2 separate regions of the Triticum aestivum genome follow, and region 1 is linked to region 2. A link is a contact called in public Hi-C data. All regions are on one chromosome and are shown on one strand. The core of a region is the stretch at or near the end of the contact, and the rest is flanking DNA. Distances in the headings are between cores, read along the strand shown. Region 1 holds the start of LOC123164389 (L-gulonolactone oxidase 2). Region 2 holds the start of LOC123165559 (formate dehydrogenase, mitochondrial).

Evidence for each region. A called contact is a pair of places that touch in the nucleus more often than the background predicts.
Region 1: a contact with region 2 is called in a Hi-C map of leaf, with 3 times the contacts expected there. The contact joins the promoter of LOC123164389 here to the promoter of LOC123165559 in region 2. A contact is called at or near these places in 2 of 5 Hi-C or Micro-C datasets (both in leaf).

The regions. Positions count from the first base shown.
Region 1 is chr7D:195,956,444-195,961,166 of IWGSC CS RefSeq v2.1, reverse strand. It overlaps LOC123164389 (L-gulonolactone oxidase 2), which reads right to left and starts at 1,917. Exons shown (of 1, transcript XM_044581832.1): 1 at 1-1,917. The coding sequence starts at 1,851. The coding sequence ends at 88.
Region 2 is chr7D:195,611,585-195,615,909 of IWGSC CS RefSeq v2.1, reverse strand. LOC123165559 (formate dehydrogenase, mitochondrial) reads left to right here and starts at 1,717. Exons shown (of 6, transcript XM_044583225.1): 1 at 1,717-1,939; 2 at 2,050-2,221; 3 at 2,941-3,481; 4 at 3,565-3,689; 5 at 4,111-4,223. The coding sequence starts at 1,871.

The DNA.
Region 1 (4,723 bases), core at 668-3,167, 350 kb before region 2:
ACTAGTCCTCATAATAAGCGAAATCAAATAACAAAAGGCAGGAAAAACGCTAGCGCGGTTGGTTGCGCAGAATCTTCAGAAGCGAGGTCACGGGTTAGCACTTGTGGAGCAAACCCTCGCCTCGCCGTGCACCTTTCCTGGACGGCAGAAGTAGCCTTGCTCGGGCGCACAGTGCGAGTCGTCAGAGCAAACGCACAATCCTTCCACCCCGCAGCCCTCCTTGACGATGTTGGGGCTCCCATTGATGCCGAGCACCTGGTCACTCCACTCGCTGGAGAAGAGCCCGTCGGGGTCGTACCTGTCCTTCACCCTGAGGAATTCATCAGCTTTCGGGTACTTCGCGATGGCGCCGTCGAAGGCGAAGTTGCGGTTCTTCCCCCAGTGCGGGAGGCCGCCGTACTTGTGCAGCGCGATCTGCTCGATCTCGTCCACCACGTCGGCGTGCGCGCGCGGCATGCCGTCGGTGCGGCTCCGGTAGGAGACGATGTCGAAGTCGACGGAGTCCTCGGGCTTGCCCAGGTAAGCGGAGGACGCCTTGACGTAGCGGATGAGCACGCCGAACCTGGTGTCGATGCCGGCGCAGAACGTGTCCGGGCTGAGGTCCCGGAGCCGCTGCATCTCCGCCACGAACGCCGGCGCCTTGGAGAGCGCGATGCTGAAGTCGGTGTTCTGGGAGAAGGAGCCCCGGATGCGCGGGTCCCAGGGGCAGCTGGTGTTGAGGCCGTCCTCCGGGCTGTTGATGCACGTGCCGGACGCCTGGATGCGGTGCTGGTACCCCACCACCGGGTACCCGGTGAAGTTGAGGCCGTCGTTCTTGAAGCCGTAGGCCTGCCGCTCCAGCGAGTCCGCCTGCAGCCGCCCCGCCGCGCACAGGGCGGTGTCGTTGGTGCTGCCCTCCTGCAGCCGCTCCTCGGCGGCTCTGCCATTGATGAGCAGCCGCGTGGGAATGGAGCGGCCAAGGAGCGAGTCCCAGAGGCCGTCGCCCGGCGACGAGACGTCGACGCGGTCGTCCTCGCGGTAGAGGACCTTGCGCTGCTGCGGCAGCCACGCCATGTCGCCGAACTCGTGGAGGCGGCCCCAGACGGCCACCTGGTCCGCGAAGTCCGAGTCGTCGCGCGTCACGAACGTCACCGACCGCTTGAACAGCGGCTGCAGGGCCAGGGTGACCTGCGAGACGACGCCGAGAACCCCGAGGCTGACCTTCGCCGCGTCCAGGTCCGGGTGGTCGGCGCCGAGCTCCCTCACCACGGCGTACCCCTTGCTGGCCGGCGCCGGCGTCACGATCCTCAGCCCGACCACGTACTCGTGCACGGCGCTGCCCTTGCCCCACACCGAGCTCCCGTGCGCGCCCGTCGACAGCAGGCCCCCGATGGTCAGGCCGTACCAGTACGGCGAGTTCGGCAGCGACAGCCCCGCGGCGCCGGCCGCCTCGACCAGGTCACGGAGGACCATGCCACTCTCCACCGTCATGAGCCCCTTCTTCGCGTCGATGCGCACCGTCCGGTTGAGCCGCTCCGTGCTTATGATGGCGCCGTCGAGGCCGCCAGGGCACATCAGCTTGGGGATACTGTGCGAGTACCTGGTGGCCACCTTCATCTTGCGCTTCGCGGAGGCCGCGGCCGCCACGGCCCCGACGAGCTCCTGCTCGGTGCGCGGGTAGGTGACGCTGCGCGCGCGGCAGACGATGCGGTCCGGGAAGGAACCGACCGAGTTGGTGACCGTGCAGTTGGACGTGCCGTCCGTGCAGACCACCGGCTCCGGAGGAGGGCTGCCGCCGGCGAGGTGGAGCAGGATGGCTAGAAGGAGAAACGAGAGCATGCTTCCCATGGCTCTTCTTTGTCCTCGCGACATCGTGTATGATTCTTACCTACTACTGCTTTGCTTGTAGCCATTGGACAAGGCAGGGCCTTAAATAGGTTGAGCACCATGCTGTCACACACCCGTGCGATTTTGTGTGTTAAAAAATCCCTGCATAACATGAATTGGTCCTAGCTATTTTCATCATGCGTGAGCGAAAAACTGCCTAGTGTTAGTAGGTGGCAACTCCTAAAGTTGGCTATTTTCATCATGCTTGTAGCCATTGTAAGCAGATGGCAACTCTCTCTTTACCCGAACATGTTATTTTGCCGTGTCTTTTTGTAGTGCTACATGGCAACTACCTGGTGTTAGTTTTCAAATCATGGCAACTGTAGTAGACCAGACCATACATGGCAACAGCTGCAGTTGTCCAAAAATGGCATCTGGCACTTGACCTGAGATGACAATTGCAGTTGAGCAACCATGACAACTGTAGTTGTCAGACATGGCAACTATAGTTCAGCAACATGGCAACTGCAGTTAAACGAACATGGAAGAGGGTCCGGACCATGGCAACTGCGGGGACGTGTGGTGACTGTCACGCGGGGCGTGCGGGACCGTGAGGTAGGAGGCCGGACGTACGGGCGTGTGGGCGTTATCTATTTTGCCCATACGTAGGCGTGTGAGAGGGACCGCGAGGCAAAAGACCGAGCGTGTGGGCATTACTTGTTTTGCCCACACGTAGACGTGTGGACTGGTTCTCTTGATACCACATGAAACGTGTGGCCAGACCCCTTAACGCCCACACCCCTTAACGCCCACACGTGTGGGCGTTATCAGGACCCTAGATCTATTACTACAGAGTATAAAAGTTCAGCGGGCGTACAAAGAAACCCTAACATAATAAGAAAAAATACACCACCCTGGATCATTGAACGGTCAGTACCGTTGCCAAAAACGAGTTGTTGACTCGCCTCATCGCCACTGTCATTCCGAAGCCAGACTGACCTTATCAATGACAGCCGAAATATATATGTGCACGTGGCCCTAAGGACCAGCGCCCTGGAGCCTCAGCTTTTTTCATTCAACCCTTGAATCGATCTGAAGTGATTGACTCCATATATCGCAATCGCCCATGTACCATGGGAAACCATAATCTCGCCACCCGAGGAGATAACCTAAATCTACGCTCGAGGTCGCGTGAATTTGAGGAGAATCAAAGCCTGAATGACCAGCTCAAAGATGAAGTGTCACCTTTGTAAGGACTAAAAATAAAATCTTAACCCAAACTACTAGCCGGAACTGAGGCGTCGGGATTCATCTTCCCACTACCGAGTGGCAAGCAGAAAGAAGGCGAATCCACATGTTGACCGGTGAAACTCAGAGGGGAGAAAACTTTGCCCTAGCCGCATACGCGTGAGCGAAAGGAAAATATATCATAGCATGTGGACATGCATAATTTAGGTAGCAAGGCATCAATGCCATCGGTGTTGCGTGCTCATGGGAGCAGTTCAAGCAAATTTAAGCTGGAGTATATTGTTTACACCTAATTATGAAATGATGCCACTATGGTAGGCAATTTGGCCTGAGTAACACCATTAATCCTGAGCGAAGAGCCGTTAAACCACAGCATATTAGTTAGGAAACACCGCATGTACATGTCACTTGTCTCAAGTCTGAACTTCCGTCTCGAGGATATTCCATTCCGTCGTTAAGGGGTCTTCAACAACTTCATCTGTCTCGGTGGTTGCAAGTCAACCCCTTCGATGTCAAAGCGGGCGAAAAAAGATAAGTCAACTTCGTGTTAGCGTCATTGTGCGGTCTTTTTAATCTGCGTCTATTCATAAGTTGTATGATAGAAATGTCTTCGAACCTCAACCCAATCATACTTCTTCCAAGGCGCACTCCATCCTCTTCCAAACTAAAAATTGCACTGCTAGCATCTTCTTTGTCCTCTCCGCCTCCTACCGACCAATTTTGATACACTATTGTTGCGGTTGTGTGATGGAGTTGTTTGTTAGTGACATGGGCATTTTGATCTGCAAAATGAGTACGCGTTATTGGAGATGCCCCAAAGCTGCGAGGGTTCAAGTGCTTGACAGTGTGCATGTTTTTTTTACGCTAGTGTGAATGTTTTCTTTAAGAAGAAGTGTCTGCGGTTGACCGTTTCAAGCAAAAATAATGAGTTAGCCTAGTACAATCGATGGCTTGGGCACTAGGCGACACATCTTGAAAAAGATGCTCGCAGCTTCGGTTGAACTGTCGCCCTACGCGCCGCGCCGGCGGCCGGCCATGTTTGTTGTATGCAGGAACCAGGAAGGATGAAGGGCACACGCCAGTTGGGACTTGAGAGGCTCCTTTGATCCTTTCCGTCCGGCTATACATGCACCCTGCCAGTACGCTACCCAGCGGATTGATCACATATGCCATCAGGCTATACATGCATCCTGCCAGTACGCCACCCACAGGATAATCACATATGCCAACGCCGGTGATGTCGCGTTGAGGGAAAAAACATATCATTGTATTCGTCGTCAAATGAGGTTGTAAGCGTTTTTATATATAATAATGGGAGGTTAATAACTGTGAGACTCACCCAAACCGTCAATAAAGAGCCCCCCCCCCCCCGCGCGCGCCTACCAGACCTCTTTGACACGCCAAAGCCCGGTCGGCGTTGGCAGTGGGGTGGTGGGGGTGTCCTTTCCTCTTCACGCGCTGGTGGGCGGCGCGGGCTGGCGTCACCGAGCGCAAACGCGATGCTTTGTGAGGTGCGACGGTTGTAGCGTTGACGTGGAGGGTTGCGACGAGGACGGTGGTGTGATCCAGGCGTGGCGAAGGTGGCTCGGGTCGAGATCTCCTGGATCTGGCGGCCTGGCCACGGCGAGCGGCGCGGGGTGGTTGCTGCATGGGACATGGGGCGGGTGGC
Region 2 (4,325 bases), core at 468-2,967:
ACCCTGCCATAACCGTCGTCCACCACCGTAGCAACCAACTCATGCATCGCAAGGAGCAGCACCCAGATCGAAGAATTAGCCCTCACAAGATCCAGACCAAAGCCACCCGAGCGAGTCGTAGAGAAGCTAGCGGGACTGCCACCCGCAACACACCTCGCGCTCCAGAGTTGTCGCGCCTTCCATGGCCAGCCAGCCGCCGCCGTGCCCAACCGTCAATCCGCGCCCCACGCGCACATCCGGAGTCGAGCGCTGCCACACCCACCTCGCCACGCACGCCGTCCACGCAAAGGCCATGTTGGGAGCTCTGATCGAGGCCGTCGCCCGAGCGGCCTATCGCACCATGCCGCGCCTCAGGACACGCGCACCGCTGCCCATAGAAGACCGGATATCCCCATCCCCTTTGGGAGCGAGGCTCGCCGCTACCGCGGCAGGGGCCAGCGACAACAGCGGAGGGGGGAGACGACGGGGGGAGGGCCGTCAGTGAGTCGCTAGGTTTCCCGCACACCACTCGAGCTAGGCGACACAGGGGTCAGGTGGGGAAGGGATGTCCATGCAAAAATATTCAAAGCATCACTCAAAGTAATTCCTTAGAGCATATCCAATAGATGATGTATATTTCGTGATGTAAAAGTGCTAGATGTAATATTCACATCACCAAAAAGTGTGTTTTACATCACCAAAAGCACCCAACTCCAACAGATGATGTAAAACTAGTGCTCCAACAGATGATGTAAAACTAGTGCCCCAACACGCGACGGTGCGGCGGTGGCTAAGCGGGTGAGCTCAAAATCGCGCGGTGACCGAGCGGATTCGAGGCGTGGGGCTCCCTGCCGGCGGCGCCGAGGGAGGAAGGGTAAGGAAGCCGGATGCTGGAGGACAACGACGGAGGAGCTCAAATCAAGCGGCAGCGAAAAAACGGTGGATGCAGTGATTTGCAGTCAGCGGAAAAGTGGCGGAACCGGCGGCGACGGGGGTGGGGAGGCCGGATCTGGCGACGTGGTGCAGAGGGACGCAAGGAGCTGGCCGCGCCGCGCGGAGGGGGGGCGGGGGAGGAACCAACGGATGGGCATTTACGGGTGGCTTTCAATTTTACATCTAGGGTGGTCAGGTGATGTATATTTGCATCACTTGGTGATGCATTTTACATCCGATGTAAATCCAGATGTAATAAAATACATATCTACATCATTCGATTGAAGAGTTTTTTTAGTCTAAATGATGCATATTTCGGTTATTTTATCTACATCATCTATTGGTGATGGAACTCTGAAGAGATGAAAACCAAAGCTAATGAATTTAAAAAGGAGTTTGTGCTCCCAACCACCACTCCCCCGCTTGAAGATCATGCACGCATGACTCACACAAACATTCGTCGAGGTGGCAAGAAATGTGCGTTCCTAGCGCCAGCAGTGGTCCGGTTCATTGATCCTTCACCACCTTCTCTCCCCACCGGCCGCTAGCTAGCCACGGCACAGATCACGGCATCTTCTCGCCCACTTTTCGACTGGACAACTACTTGGCACTTTCATCGGCGCAGTCCTTTTCCTACCAGAACAAAAGCCAAAACAAACCACTGCGCACGCGACACACAGACACGTGGGGCATCACCGAAAGGCGGGCCCACAGGTCATGCATGCCCTCACGCCTCCGTCCGGGACCACCTCCGCCGCGCGGCGCAGGCCCCGGTCCACGTGTGGGCGGAGGCGGTCCACCTGTCAGCGTGACGGCGTTGAGGCTTTATCTACCCGTCCCGTCCGGCCCTCACTGTGTGTGTCATCACTCCCATCGCCTCCCCTCTTTTCCTCGCTCGCCGTTCCCCGTGAAGTGATTGGCAGATTGCTTCTCCCTCCGCCGGGATCTCTCCGTCCCCATGGCCGCGATGTGTAGGGCCGCCGCGAGGCAGCTCGTCGACCGGGCCGTCGGATCCAGGGCCGCGCACGTAAGTTTTCTCGCTCGGTTTGATTCCTGCAAGTTTTGTTTACTGAAGAAGTACTACGGTCGGGATTCTGAAGAATGCCGTGTTTTGATTTCTGTCTTCCCGTTCTGCAGACGTCTGCAGGCAGCAAGAAGATCGTGGGCGTGTTCTACCAGGCTGGCGAGTACGCCGACAAGAACCCCAACTTCGTCGGCTGCGTTGAGGGCGCCCTCGGCATACGCGACTGGCTCGAGTCCAAGGGGCATCACTACATTGTCACCGACGACAAGGAGGGCTTGAACAGCGGTCGGTACCCAACATCATCCCAATTCTTCTCATGTTTTTCAATTTCCTATAATTTATTATTATTTTGTTAACGATTCTGTAATGCAATTCATGTGCTTCCCTGTGTGAACAATTTGTGAATACATTGTACTATACATCAGATACAGATCTCAAAACGCTAAACGTAGTGAAGTTGGCAGGAATGGTCAAAACCTGTATCGAACTCTTTACTGAACAGATATGTAGTAGTGTTTTACTGAACAGATATATATCAATTCTGAATTATCTGGGTTACTGTGTAGTCTATAATGCTATGAGTAATCCGACTGCCCTCTTTTTGAGCTGATGACAGCGAAGAGTAATTTTTATCTGTTCCGTGTGAAAGGGGAGATTTGCTCCTTATTTGGCTAAGCAGCGTGTTTTGATTTTTTCTAATAAGCAGCCGTGTTCTGATGAATCGATTGACAGACAATTGATGGTTTTCGTCTAGTTTATCACAATTTCCCAAACTAATTGGAGGTATCCACATCATGTGAGCTTTGCTGCAGGATCAGTTCAAAAGCTTATATATATTCCAATCTAGCTTGTATGTTTGAACCCTGTATAAGTGCTTGTATGTTTGAACCCTGTATAAGATGAAATTACTATGATACAATCTTATTATTATATGGTTTTATATCTCTGATTATTGTTATCTGACTCTTAACTTGTGAATAAATGATTGCTGTTCTTGTCCCCAGAGCTGGAGAAGCACATTGAAGACATGCATGTTCTGATAACCACCCCATTCCACCCAGCCTATGTTACTGCCGAGAGGATCAAGAAGGCAAAGAACCTCGAGCTGCTTCTCACAGCTGGGATTGGCTCGGACCATATTGATTTGCCAGCTGCTGCTGCTGCAGGCTTGACAGTGGCTGAGGTTACTGGAAGTAACACTGTCTCTGTGGCAGAAGATGAGCTCATGCGCATCTTGATTCTGCTCAGGAACTTCTTGCCTGGCTATCAACAGGTTGTTAAAGGTGAATGGAATGTTGCAGGCATTGCCCATAGGGCTTATGATCTTGAGGGGAAGACCGTCGGAACTGTCGGGGCAGGTCGTATTGGCAGGCTCTTACTTCAGCGCCTTAAGCCCTTCAACTGCAACCTGCTCTACCATGACAGACTTCAGATCAACCCAGAGCTTGAGAAAGAAATTGGGGCGAAATTTGAAGAGGACCTGGATGCTATGCTTCCAAAGTGTGATGTCATTGTGATCAACACACCTCTTACTGAGAAAACTAGGTTTCTATTCATCACACTCGGTTCTTTTCCATTATCTTCTAGTAATATACAGTTCTCTAAATTCTGTTTGGTCCTTTCTTCAGAGGCATGTTCAACAAAGAAAAGATTGCAAAGATGAAGAAAGGTGTAATCATCGTGAATAACGCTCGGGGAGCAATCATGGATACCCAGGCAGTTGCTGATGCTTGCTCCAGCGGTCACATTGCTGGTACAATTCTTTCACTTAATCAGTCTATCTTAAGCACCAGTATGCTGCAGGATGTGTATCTAACTCTTGCTGTTGGGGTCTATGAAATACATCGTTTTATTTAGTCTGTCATACTTTGCATTTATCTGGGGTAATATGATAAAATTTCGAAATCAATATAACATAATGCAGTAATGTCAGGTACTCAATAATGCCAGTTTGTAGCTAATTATTTCTTAGTGTTGACAGAAAACAAAGGTTGATCTATGCCTCTGTAAATTCTGTTCAATCCTATTTCTTGCCATGGCACTTGTTTCTTGATGGCTGTTACTATTGTGTCCTATTGAATTGTGTCCAAGATTAGGAGAATGATGCAGTACCTTATATCTCTATCTTGGGGATTATTTCCTTTTACTCAAAGTACATCATTCCTGATTTTCAGGATATGGAGGTGATGTCTGGTTCCCCCAACCCGCACCCAAGGATCACCCATGGCGCTACATGCCTAATCACGCAATGACCCCTCACATCTCTGGAACTACAATTGATGCACAGGTTTGCTTCTGTGTTTTTATCTCAGCATAGGCCCTACCCAGCCATATGCTTTTAACAAAACTATGGACGAATTCTAAGTAGTCACTAGTCAGTTATTCCGAA